Regions from separate parts of the Mus musculus genome. Here region 2 is linked to region 1. A link is a contact called in public Hi-C data. All regions are on one chromosome and are shown on one strand. Each heading gives the region's core, a stretch centred on a gene start, on an enhancer-like site or on the middle of the called end of the contact. The rest is flanking DNA. Distances are from core to core; before and after follow the strand shown. Region 1 overlaps Cdk14 (cyclin-dependent kinase 14). Region 2 overlaps Cdk14 (cyclin-dependent kinase 14).

Region 1 (5,900 bases), core at 3,011-5,510:
GGATCACAAACCTGGTTTCCATGGGAAGTACCATATGGAAATGCCATCCTTAACTATGAAAGCTAAGGAAGTATGTCTAGGAGATCCGCAGGATGTCAGCAGCTCCTGCTGAAGGGGCAGGGTCACTTAGCTGGGAGGTAGTTGGGCTGGCCATTCAGCTCTTGCAAACATAAGCTGCTTCAGAAGTCAGCTGAGGTAAATTACAGTCATATTAGTAATGCCCAAATAAATCTGTGTGCTGGGATGCAGATCGGGGATTATAGATCCAAGTCGGGTCCCCATTCTGTTCCTCTTGCCTAAGACACTGAGGAGTGACATCTCCCCTAGGCATTCTCCAATATTGTGCCATTCCACGGGAATGATGCACAACTCATGAAACAATGTGTTTAAACTCGCAAACACTAAGGCAGCATCTTTGGAGTTACTGTAGTCAAGTTGAGGTGTTTCCATGGCCTTTTCTGATGAGTCCACTGTGCAGGTGCACAGTGGGGCACTTGGAGGAATGCTTATAAAGAACACTTTAGAAATAGTTATGTCATTCTCACTCCAGTGTAGGCTAAATAATGAATAATTAAGATATTAGTTGGAACCTTAATTTTACCTTGCTTGGAAAATGGATATTTGCAAATGCTGATGTGTTACTGGCCTTGAGAAGGAGACCACACCATTGAGTATCCGGACAGGCCATCAGTTCTGTCCTTACTTGAACTAAGTAGACGGAGATTGAAACAGAAGGCAGTATGAGGATGGAGGAAGAAACTAACTTGACGGGACCGCACCCCAAGGTACCAGCAAGTGCTGAAACCTGCAGGCTCCTTCCCTGGAGCCTGCACAGGGAGCAAAGCCCTGCTCACATCTCCATTTCAGCTCACTGAAACAGCCCCCACACTAGGAGAAAATATATTTAGCTTGTTCTAAGGTGCCAATTATGTATTTTACAGTCATGGGAATATAATGCATTCATGTTTACATGCTTTTGTGTGTAATATTATATTTATGTCCTATTGCTGTGATAAAACACCTTTACCAAGGCAACTTTGAGAAGGAAAAGTTTATTTGGGGCTTTCGGTTCTAAAGAGGTAGCACACTGTCACCTCCACAGCAGAGAACCATGACAGCGGGTCAGCAGGCAGACGGGTACGCTTCTAGAGCAGCAACCAACAACTTGGATCCTGAGCTACAAACAAGCAGAAAGAGCTCACTGCAAACAGCACATATGTTTTGAAGCCTCAAAGCCTGCGCCTAGGGCCATACTTCCTCTAGCAAGACCATACCTCCTGGTGGACTAAAAACAGCAGCCAACTAGAGACCAAATATTCACATGCCCAAGGGTAATCGGGGACACATCATTCTAATTACCGTAAATATATTTTTAAACTAGTTTTGGGAATATAGGTGTTTCACAATTGGCAGCTTTATCATGTTGAACTTTGAGGCGATCCGAATCAACATTAACATTTATCATTGAACTGGTCTCAGCTGAAGCAAAGGGTTTCAGTGCATGGAGCAGTGTCACTATTTGTGTCCAGGAGTGTTGGGAGGCACTGTTACCTAAGCAACGGTCCAGAGAGGAAAGGAAGGAATTTGTTGAGTTCTGATTTGCAAAACACAGAGCCAGTTCCCAAGTCTGAACTATCCCAGCTGCCCATGGCCGCAAGCTCCAGTTTGCCTCCACCCCTCGTCCCAGGTGCTGTCTGAACAAATAATCTCATGTTGGTGAGGGTGCACCCGTGGCCATGACCGCCTCTGCCCTGCTTGTGCATTCTAGCTTAAGGGTGGCAGGTTGTTAGAATGAGTCTTGCTAAGCAGGGGCTCTCAGACCCATACTCTCAGAATCCATTGGCGTTTGTGCTGTTGTAGCTTCTAACTCCAGAGCCACCCTGATGCTGTGTGGTTCTGCGCGTCACCTCACCACTGGGGTGTGTGAACACCATTCGGGGAGATGAAGTGCAGAGGTTGAGGCTACATTCATTTCTCACCATCATCTGGGTGCTGGGCTCATGGGGCATGCTGTTCAGGGGAGGTGAAACATAGCATAAGATAGGGGCCCCGGCCGGAGCTTCTCTGGGTGAGAAACGGTGCAGGCTGGGGCCAGGCTGCAGTTCTCTAATGCATGGGTACTCAAATGCTGCTAGGAACTGCAAGTAGTTGAGAAAGAGGGGTGGGGGTAACCATGGGCCTGAGATGAGTGGGGTGGAGGAAATCCTGCTTAGCCCAGAGTGGGTGTCAGGAGTGCAGAGAGGCCTTCAGCAGGAGACTTAGCATGGCTCTGTATTGACTAAGACTTCCTCAATTGGTGGTCTTTGAGGAAGGAGAGTCCTTGCTTGTCCAAAGTGTTTATTCATGATAGAAAATGGATGTATACAACTTACTCAGAGTGGACCAGAGATTAAATACTTTTTGCTTCGTGCAAAAAGTATTTATTAGCTAAGCCCTCAAGTCCAAGCCATCTAAATACCTCATTAGTATGGAGAGCTCTGGGCTCTGCGCTACCTGACCAGTTGTCCTGGTCCTCTTAGTGGGATGTCTTGGTGGTCACTGTGTTCCAGGACAGGAATCCCGGTTCCTTCATCAACTTGACCTTACCAGTTTTTCTGCCTGGTGACACAGTTCCACCTGCCCCCACACTGCTGCTACTTGAAGGAATACATAGTGAGTAACCGAGCTCCTATCTAGTGCTCCTGTCCCCAGATCCTTTTGTTGGGTCCCTTGGAAGCTCTGCTGTGGTGCTCCAGTGGGCAGGCTGCATTTGTATGGAGATTATGCTCAACCCCCACCCCCACCCCCAGTGCAGAGCTGTCCCACTGGCTGCTGCCTGCACATCTCATTGCACATCTCATCCTGTCTGAGGCCCTGTTACAGTAACTCACTCACTCTGCAAAGCAGTCACTGAGACAACAGTGAAGCAGTGAGGGCATCCCGTTTAAGCAGACAGGCATTCAAAGCAACAGGGAAGAGAAAGATGGAGACACTGGAGAAGATGGAAACAAAATATTTTAAGTGAGCTGCTCTAGTTGGAGGACTCTGGTTCTACAAGACATTTTCTGAAATAATTTTTAAGTTGGTTGGTTGTGTTTCTCCTCGGGTTTTCTAACAGCTGTTTGGTCTCTCTTCTGCAAATCTTTTGTGGCCTCTGGACCCAGACTTAGGCAATCAATCAAATCTACAAGTCATTTATCAGAAGCCCCTGAGGGTGGGTTAGGTAGTTAGACTGGGGCAGTCAGAGGCCCCAGGCCTAGCATATTATCTGTGAGTTTAGGATAGTTGACATATCTTTGCTCTCCTTTGGGCCAGTTAAAGTGATTGTTTGGAGTGTGAATATCTCAGTAAATATTTTGGGGTGTGTGTGTGTGTGTGTGTGTGTACACAAGAGAGAGAGCATGTGCACACGCACAAGTGTGTGCAGTTTATGCATTGGTACACGTTCATGTGTGTACTTCGTTCATGTGTGTACGTGTACGTGTACGTGTGGAGGCCAGAGGACCTCAATTGTTATTCCTCAGGAATCTTCCACCTTGGAGTTTTGAGACATGGTCTGTCTCTGGAACTCAGGCAAACCAGACTGGCTGGCCAGCAAGCCCAAGGGATCTCGCCTCCTGTTCCTGCCTCCCTGGCACAGAGATTACAAACATGGAACTACCACATCTAACTGGGTTTTGGGATCTAACTCATGTCGTCATGTTCACATAGCGAGTACTTTGCTAACGGAGATATTTCCTCAGCTCTCTCCTTCATTTTGATCTGTTTGTGCATCTGTGTATATGCGCATGTACATGATTGCATGTATACATGTGTTCACATGGGCATAACAGACAAAGGTAGATGTTGACTGTCATTCCTCGGTCTCTACCTTGTAGGTGGAGACAGCGTCTCTCACTAAGACCGGAGCTCGCCAGCTCGCCTGTACAGCTCGCCTAGCAGTCCTCAGGGATTACGTGTCTCTGCCTTCCCAGCACATGCCAAGTCCCCATACTTGCATGGATATCTTCATAGTCTCCTTTGTCTTGTTGTTTTAATGGATATTTTCTCCATGCTTATAGAGGAGTCCGTGGTGTGGCCAGCTCTGCTGAGCCTCACCATTGCTATCTGATTCTGTACTGCGCAGTTTCCAGAAGCTGCACTTACTTCCTTACTCGGGTTCCTTTCCATCTAGACGTTGGCCATGGTGAAAACACTGCAAATATTTGGAAACATCCTCCCTTTCAATCCAGTGCAGCTGAGCCTCCAGCGAGTAATTCCAGCCCCTGTCTGAGGCCCGTGCTTAGGCAGCTTTTACTGCTCGGTCTCTAGGCTCCCCCTACTGGTCGTTTCTATGTAATGCTCTCTGCCTTTTCTTTCTTCAGTCATTTTCCTGTGCAGGATCTCCTACTGCCATATTCCTCACACCAGACACAGCCCAAGCTCTTCTTTGCTGTGTAACAGCATCACCAAAATCTTACCAAATCAATGCATGATTATTGCCTCAAAATTTCTGTGGGTTGGGAGTTTCCAGACTTGGACAAGATGTTTCCTCTGCTTCCTGATTTCACAAAGATACAATCAATGAATCTGCTAGGGCTTGCAAGTTTAACTAAGGTAACTGGATAAGGGTAGACATCCAAGTTCATGTGGTTGCTGGAAACAGTTTCCAGCTGGCTATTGGAGTGATGACTGGCTAGGCTTTTTGCTGGCTGTTGGCTTAGGTCAACCACAGCTTCTTGTCTCTAAATCTTCCGACCATAGCTGTTTGCTTCCAAAAAGCCAGTAAGCAAATAGGACTTTTAACCCAATGGGAGTTATCAACTGACCCAACAATTGAGATCTTACCTTCCTTGTATTCATTTGATTAGAAAAAGTCGCTGGCCACTCCCATGTTCAGTGTGGATACCAAGTGCAAGCATCAGGGGCTCAGCATGGGCTTTTGTTTTTAGTGTAGCTTATGTCTCTTTCCATCATGGAGCACTGAGTAGAGCATGAGGCCTGGCCTTTACGCGTATTGTCGCCAGCTTCCGCTGCACTGGGTGGACAGTTGTTTCTGCTTTGCTAAATATTAAGCACCCTCACCACTTTGGGGGGCATTTGTGATTTAAGCTAGGGTCTTGTGCATGCTGAGTGCATACTGCACACCCTGAGCTATATCCCCAGCCCACCAACCTCCTCTGCTCTGTTCATCTAAAAGTGTAAAACAGCTCTGTAGTGACATTTTTTGAGAATTCTGGGATTTTGGTTTCTTTTGAAAATACAGAAATATTATAAGAATGTGCTTTTGTTTTAATCCCTGGTGTAGGGGTGTGGGGCTGCTTCGTTATCCACAGCAGCTGACTATGACTTGCCCAGTGCGCTAACAGAAGTGTGGTCTTGACAACTGCAGATAATTTTCTGCAGTTGTGTAACCTTTGGAATTCTGGGAAGTTTCCAGAAGATGCATAGATGCTAGGCTCCCGAGATGCAGGGGAGGTGGTAGTTGGTCATTAAGGGAGGTTGGTTGAGGCTTGTTAGTAGCCATAGCCAAAGAAAAACCAAAGAAATAAGTTAGATGCAGGGCTTTCTTTTTATTCTATCCTTGTTTCTCTCCTATCTAGTATTAGGGAGTGAAACCGAGGGGATAAAGGGTGGAAAAAAGAAGAACCCACAAAGTAGCAAAGGCCAGCTACACAATTCCTCTATTTCCACGTCAAGTCACTGATGAAATGCTGAAGAGGGGGCTGGTGTGTATATATGGGTACACTTACACGATACATACCCGCCCAGACACATTTTCATATATGTGTGTGCTGAAAGGGAAAGAATGACAAAGGGGATTCCTGGAGACTTCCCGGTCCTCTGGGAGCCAGGAAGTTCAGCTCTTGAGACCAAGACCGTTGTCTTCCTTGCCAAGTGATCTGCTCTTGAACTGAGCCACTTTGTAGCTCAGCAGCCTT
Region 2 (5,237 bases), core at 2,567-5,066, 400 kb before region 1:
CAATCAAAGTGCCAAGGGTTTCAGTGTGGTTTGTAAATCTATATAACTCAGCACTTATTTTTATGGTTAAAAAAAAGAAAACAAACAAACAGTCTCCTAATATATGAGCTTTCTTGGCGTGTCTGCTGTTGTCATAGCTGCAGTTCCCAAGGAGCTCCCGGTACTTGTTTTGCTATTTTCCACCTATTTAACTCTTGAAATCCTAGGGAAATATAAACAAAATGTATATATAACAAAATGTTCATTAAAAGAAATCTTGCCTGTGAGAACTCAGGAGTATATTTTAGAGGCCAACTTACATTATATATTTACTTGCAGATAGATGGGGACAATGTACCCCTGTTTTACCTTCTGGTCTAGAGCCCAGCCCCTGCTACTCATATGATGATGTAACACTTGAGACAGGAAGTGCATTAGTGACTGACGTTGTGAGGACACTGGACTGGGGGCAGGGATGCTCTGGGACCCTGTTTTCCCGTCACTGCCTCTCACTGGTGTCTGTGGGTATATGCATGGTCTCCAGCAGTCCGTCCGCATGTAGGGTTTTCCTGACTCTGGAGCTCCGGACCCCCCCACCCCACCCCAGTTTCTAAAGGGAAGTGGCCCAGCCTTCCCTTTTCATTCTCTGCTGTTCCCCCATACCTTTGCCCACCCAGTCCCACTGCCCTGGCCCTGCACGTTGCCCTTCTTTCTTCTGATGCTGGGCATCTCTCTCCCGCCAGCGCCCTCAGTGGTGTGTTCCTTGACACATCATATGTAATCCCCGTCAGCCTGGATTTTGACCTGTCATCTTATCTTCTCACCCAGTCGCTGCCACGAGCTGCTTGGGGAAATCCCTCTGCAAATAAATGTATCAGTTCCCGAGGTTGCTGCTACCTTGAGCGGCTGAAGAGCCTTTCATCTCTGTGGCTGTCACTGGCCAGAGTGCTGCTGAACTGTCCGCCCCTTGTCTCTAGTGGAAGGCTTTTTTGCTGCATATTCCTTTCCTAGTACTGTCTGAGTGACAGGCTTCAACAACACACATTTCTGGAGATAAGAAGTATATCAGAAATCAGAATGCTGATAGAGTGAGTTCGTTCTACAAGCTGAGAGAAGGACCTCTCACCAGGTAACTCAACTTGGCTTATAGATGCTGGCTTCTTCCTGGTTTTTTATGTCATCTTTCTGCAATATGTGTTTATCCTTACCCCTCCCTCCTTTCCCCCTTCCCTCTCTCCCCCTCTTTCCACAGGGACATACTACGTAGCCAAGACTATCCTGGATTCAGGATGTTCCTACCTCTGCATAGCAAGTGCTAGGACTATTTTTCTTCTTTTTTTAATCAGGGCATCTTTCAGATGGAACCAGGAGCTCTCTGAACTCCTGTAAAACCTCCTGTTAATGTAATTATATTTGTAACAATACTTTTTCCTCCTTCCTAAGTATGATCACTTCCGGAAGTATCAGAGTTAAAACGTAGACATGTGAGTTTTCGTGGGCACAGATCAACCACTACATCCTTTCTTTTCTTAAAGCTCTCGGTTTTCGTAGCGTCCCACTCCCTTCCTACAGATGCCTCCTCCCTGACTCCAGAGGGCTGTTCCTTTCCTCCTGTTTTGGCCACTTCCTCTTCCCTTTCCCTGGCCCCTGTCTCCTACACTCCTCTTCCAGAAGCTTCCAGGAATGATTCCCCTCCTTATTTCCGGGTGTTCCCCATTCCTAGCCTATTGGCCACAGGCTCTGAGCATGCTCCACTCGGCCCTCGTGTTTTCTTTTGTAATAGCGGCCCTCAGCCCTCTGAGATCATGTCTCATGCTCTCATTGAGTGTCTTGTCTGTCCCTTGATTTTGGCTACCCTCTTTTATTATAGTCACACGAGAGTGTTTGACTCAGCTTTCTATTCCAAACTCTTCACTGAGGTATCCGCATGCCCATTTAGGTGTTTCTGCCCTTGTATCTACAGCCATCGTGGGCTTAGTGAACACAGAATATTAATAATTCCTGTGTTGCCCAAACATATACTTTCTCTTGCTTTTAACTTAGAAACTGGCTTTTCCAGCTATGTGATTTTTCTAGGGTGGGAACCTGTTGTCTTCCTAAATTCTCCAGCCCCCTATGCAAACACTGGCTTGGCTCTCCTCCTTATGTCCCTTTGGTTCCCACCACTACCCTGGGCACACACTTCTGACATCTCTTGCCTGGCCTTGTGGTCGTCTTCTGTCTGGCTATCCTCCCTGTGCTTGCTTCCAGTTCCAACCTGATGAGATTGACACAAATCACGCTCTGCTCATACTTCCGCCTTCATGGGTCTCTGTCAGCCGTAAGTTCCTTTTCCTGGCTTGACTTTCAAGGCTTTTCGCAGTCTATTGTGTTTCTGCGTTGCTGTGCCTGGCGGACATTTGTTCACTGTTCTGATGCCCTCGTTGTCATTGCCTCTGCTGCCTGTCAGCTCCGTGCTCTGTCACTGTCACCTGCTTTATCTCTGCTCCTCTTTGGTCTCATGACTTCATTGCTCCTTCACTCCTTCCTTCCCCAAATGTCTTTCAAGTCATGACCCTTCCCTACTGAAAGACTCATGCATCTAGAGCTTATGGATGTCTTGTGTTAGTCTTTGGTCGTGAGCTCAGCTTGATTCTCCATCCAGTCAGACTCTGAGAGGTAAATACGGAGTTGTTGAGCAGGTGGCCTCCCATGGCATCATTCTGTCTTATAGAAACAATCTAAAAAAAAAAAAAAAGCTGGGTGTGGTGGCGCACGCCTTTAATCCCAGCACTTGGGAGGCAGAGGCAGGCGGATTTCTGAGTTCCAGGCCAGCCTGGTCTACAAAGTGAGTTCCAGGACAGCCAGGGCTATACAGAGAAACCCTGTCTCAAAGAAAACCAAAAAACAAAACAAAAACAAAAACAAAAACAAGAAAAAATAGTCTGTGCTGTTATCTAGTTTGTTTCTCACTGTGGTCATTCTGCCTACCCCAGATGCTGTGGATCACAGTGCGCTGGCTAGTTTCATGTCAGCTTGACACACAGTAGGCTCATTGGAGAGGAGGAAACCCCGACTGGGAAACTGTCTCTGTAAGATTGGACTGCAGGCAAACCTCTACATGTCTCTGTAAGATTGGACTGCAGGCGAACCTCTACGGGGTTTTCTTAATTAGTGATTATTGTGGGAGGGCCCAGCCCATTGTGGGTGTCATTCCTGGGCCGGTGGTCCTGGGTTCTGTAAGAAAGCAGGCTGCACAAAGCATGAGGAGCAAGGCAGCAAGCAGCAGCCCTCCATGGCCTCTGCGTCAGCTCCTGCCTCCAAGTCCCTGCCCTTTAGTGTTCCTGCCCTGAATTTCTTCAGTGATGAACAGTGATGTGGAATCATCAACCAAATAAACCCCTTTCTCTCCCAGTTGCTTTAGTCTTGGAATTGTATCACAGCAATAGTAACGCTGACCTAAGACACAAGCTAACCTATACGTTATTGTTTAATTACAGCAGAGGCCATTGCATTTCAAGCTCGTGATATTGCACAAGTGGAAAAAGAGCCTCATGTCTCCTCAATTCTCTTGCTGGAAATTTAGTTTAAATTTTGCACGTCGAAAACTTTCCGAGTTTTTTTTTTTTTTTTTTTTTTTTTTTTGCGATTTCTATTCTAAAAATGTTCGATCAGACTTGCCATCTCCCTAATTATGGTAGACATAATTACCATAATTATGTCTCCTCCGGGCCAGTGGCTGGAATGTCTGGGTAGAGTCAGAGAAGTACATGTCACAGAATGCAGAATGTGTGACATTTGGGGGAACTAGTCACCTTCATTTTGACAAGACCAGAGAGCTAATAGAAACCAAAAGCCAAGGTTCATCCTGTTTCTGCCTTGAACACCGCTATTCTGTGAGCAGGGTCACTAGGCTGCAGCTGTCTGTGCCCTGTGAGGGGGGAGGGCTCCCCCACCCCCAGCTGTTTGTGTGTGTGTGTGTGTGTGTGTGTGTTCATTCATTCGTGGGAAGCTGGCCTTTGACATTGGAAGAGTTTTCGTATTGCATAAGTACTTAACATTTTTCCTTAACACGTGGAGTTTGAAGTCTTGAGGTTGCTTGGCCGTGGCTGAGGTCCTCTCTTACCAGGAACCAGGATGATTGGAATTGACCAATCAAGGCTGAGGTGTCTCTGTTTCCTGAGGCCTTGAATCTGTGGTCTACTATTGATTTCTAAAACTACAGCAAATGTGTCTCTTCTTATTCTTGACATTGCAAGTTCATAACAGTGTAATTATAAACCATTTGAACCATTGGTGGTTCTGTTTTACAAATCTGTTTTCTTAAGACCATGCCAGTATTTTTAAAATTCTTAAAAGTGCATTTTTAGCATTTAGACAATAATTAAAGCGATACATTCCTCTTGTGAGTCTGTTATTTTTTTTTATTTTTAATATATCATTCTCATTATTCTTTGAATTTATTGTTTGGTTTTAGCATTGTGTTTTCTCTTAATATTTAGTTTTATTAACTACTTCTTTTAAAACATATACACCAGGAAAGCTTCTTAAAACTTTCTCCTTTATGATGTGACAAAACCATAAATACCATGGCAGTAATATTTATTACATGGTATTTTTAAGTTGAAAAGATGTTTTTCTTCATATATTTTTACTGTTTAAAATTTATTTTTTATTTTGTGAGCATAAATGTTTGCCTATACTTCGTGCATGTACATCACATATGTGCTTGGTTTCCAGAGAGGCCAGAAAAGGAAGTTGGCTCCTATGGAACTGGAGTCCCAGACAGTTGTGAGAAGCCATGCAGGTGCTGGGAATCAAACCCAAGTCCACTGGAAGACCATCTGGTGCTTCTAGCTGCTGAGCCATCTCTCCAGCCCTTTGTATATTTTAAAATATCTATTCCAAATCGTACAGTTATACACACACACACCACACACACACACACACACACACACACACACACACATATGTATATGTGGGGGCAGGGAAGAAGAGACTGTATGAATGGAAGAGAATGTATGAGAAAAACCTTTCTATGGTTTTTTGGTTTTAAAATTTGTTTATTTATTTATATGAGTACATGTTTTCAGACACACCAGACACACCAGAGCATTGGATCCCATTACAGATGGTTGTGAATCACCATGTGGTTGCTGGGAATTGAACTCAGGACCTCTGGAAGAACAGTCAGTGCCCTTAACTGCTGAGCCATCTCTCTAGCCCCTTTTACGGTTTTTATGAACAGATAGAAGACAGAAAAATATTTCAACAGCATA

The links. Hi-C and Micro-C count contacts between places; a contact is called where the count stands out from the background.
Region 2: a contact with region 1 is called in a Hi-C map of muscle stem cells, with 3 times the contacts expected there. The contact joins two enhancer-like sites. A contact is called at or near these places in 1 of 39 promoter capture datasets (embryonic stem cells), 3 of 15 datasets of contacts at CTCF or cohesin (the NIH/3T3 cell line and embryonic stem cells), 83 of 484 Hi-C or Micro-C datasets (the 3T3-L1 cell line, the Ba/F3 cell line, the C2C12 cell line and 39 more), 17 of 115 datasets of contacts at active chromatin or transcription factors (the NIH/3T3 cell line, astrocytes, a beta-TC-6 cell line and 13 more) and 2 of 9 other capture datasets (embryonic stem cells and macrophages).

The regions. Positions count from the first base shown.
Region 1 is chr5:4,960,526-4,966,425 of GRCm38.p6, reverse strand. All of the region lies in intron 10 of Cdk14 (cyclin-dependent kinase 14), which reads left to right. Among named protein-coding and RNA genes, the nearest start is that of Fzd1, 210 kb to the right of the region's middle. Within about 2 kb of position 4,260, at least 38 of the 459 cell types and tissues checked have an H3K27ac peak or open chromatin away from gene starts, as enhancers often do. A contact at or near this core is called in muscle stem cells, where this site is marked.
Region 2 is chr5:5,364,195-5,369,431 of GRCm38.p6, reverse strand. The region is part of intron 2 of Cdk14 (cyclin-dependent kinase 14); the gene reads left to right. Among named protein-coding and RNA genes, the nearest start is that of Gm30151, 3.9 kb to the left of the region's middle. Within about 2 kb of position 3,816, at least 5 of the 459 cell types and tissues checked have an H3K27ac peak or open chromatin away from gene starts, as enhancers often do. A contact at or near this core is called in muscle stem cells, where this site is marked.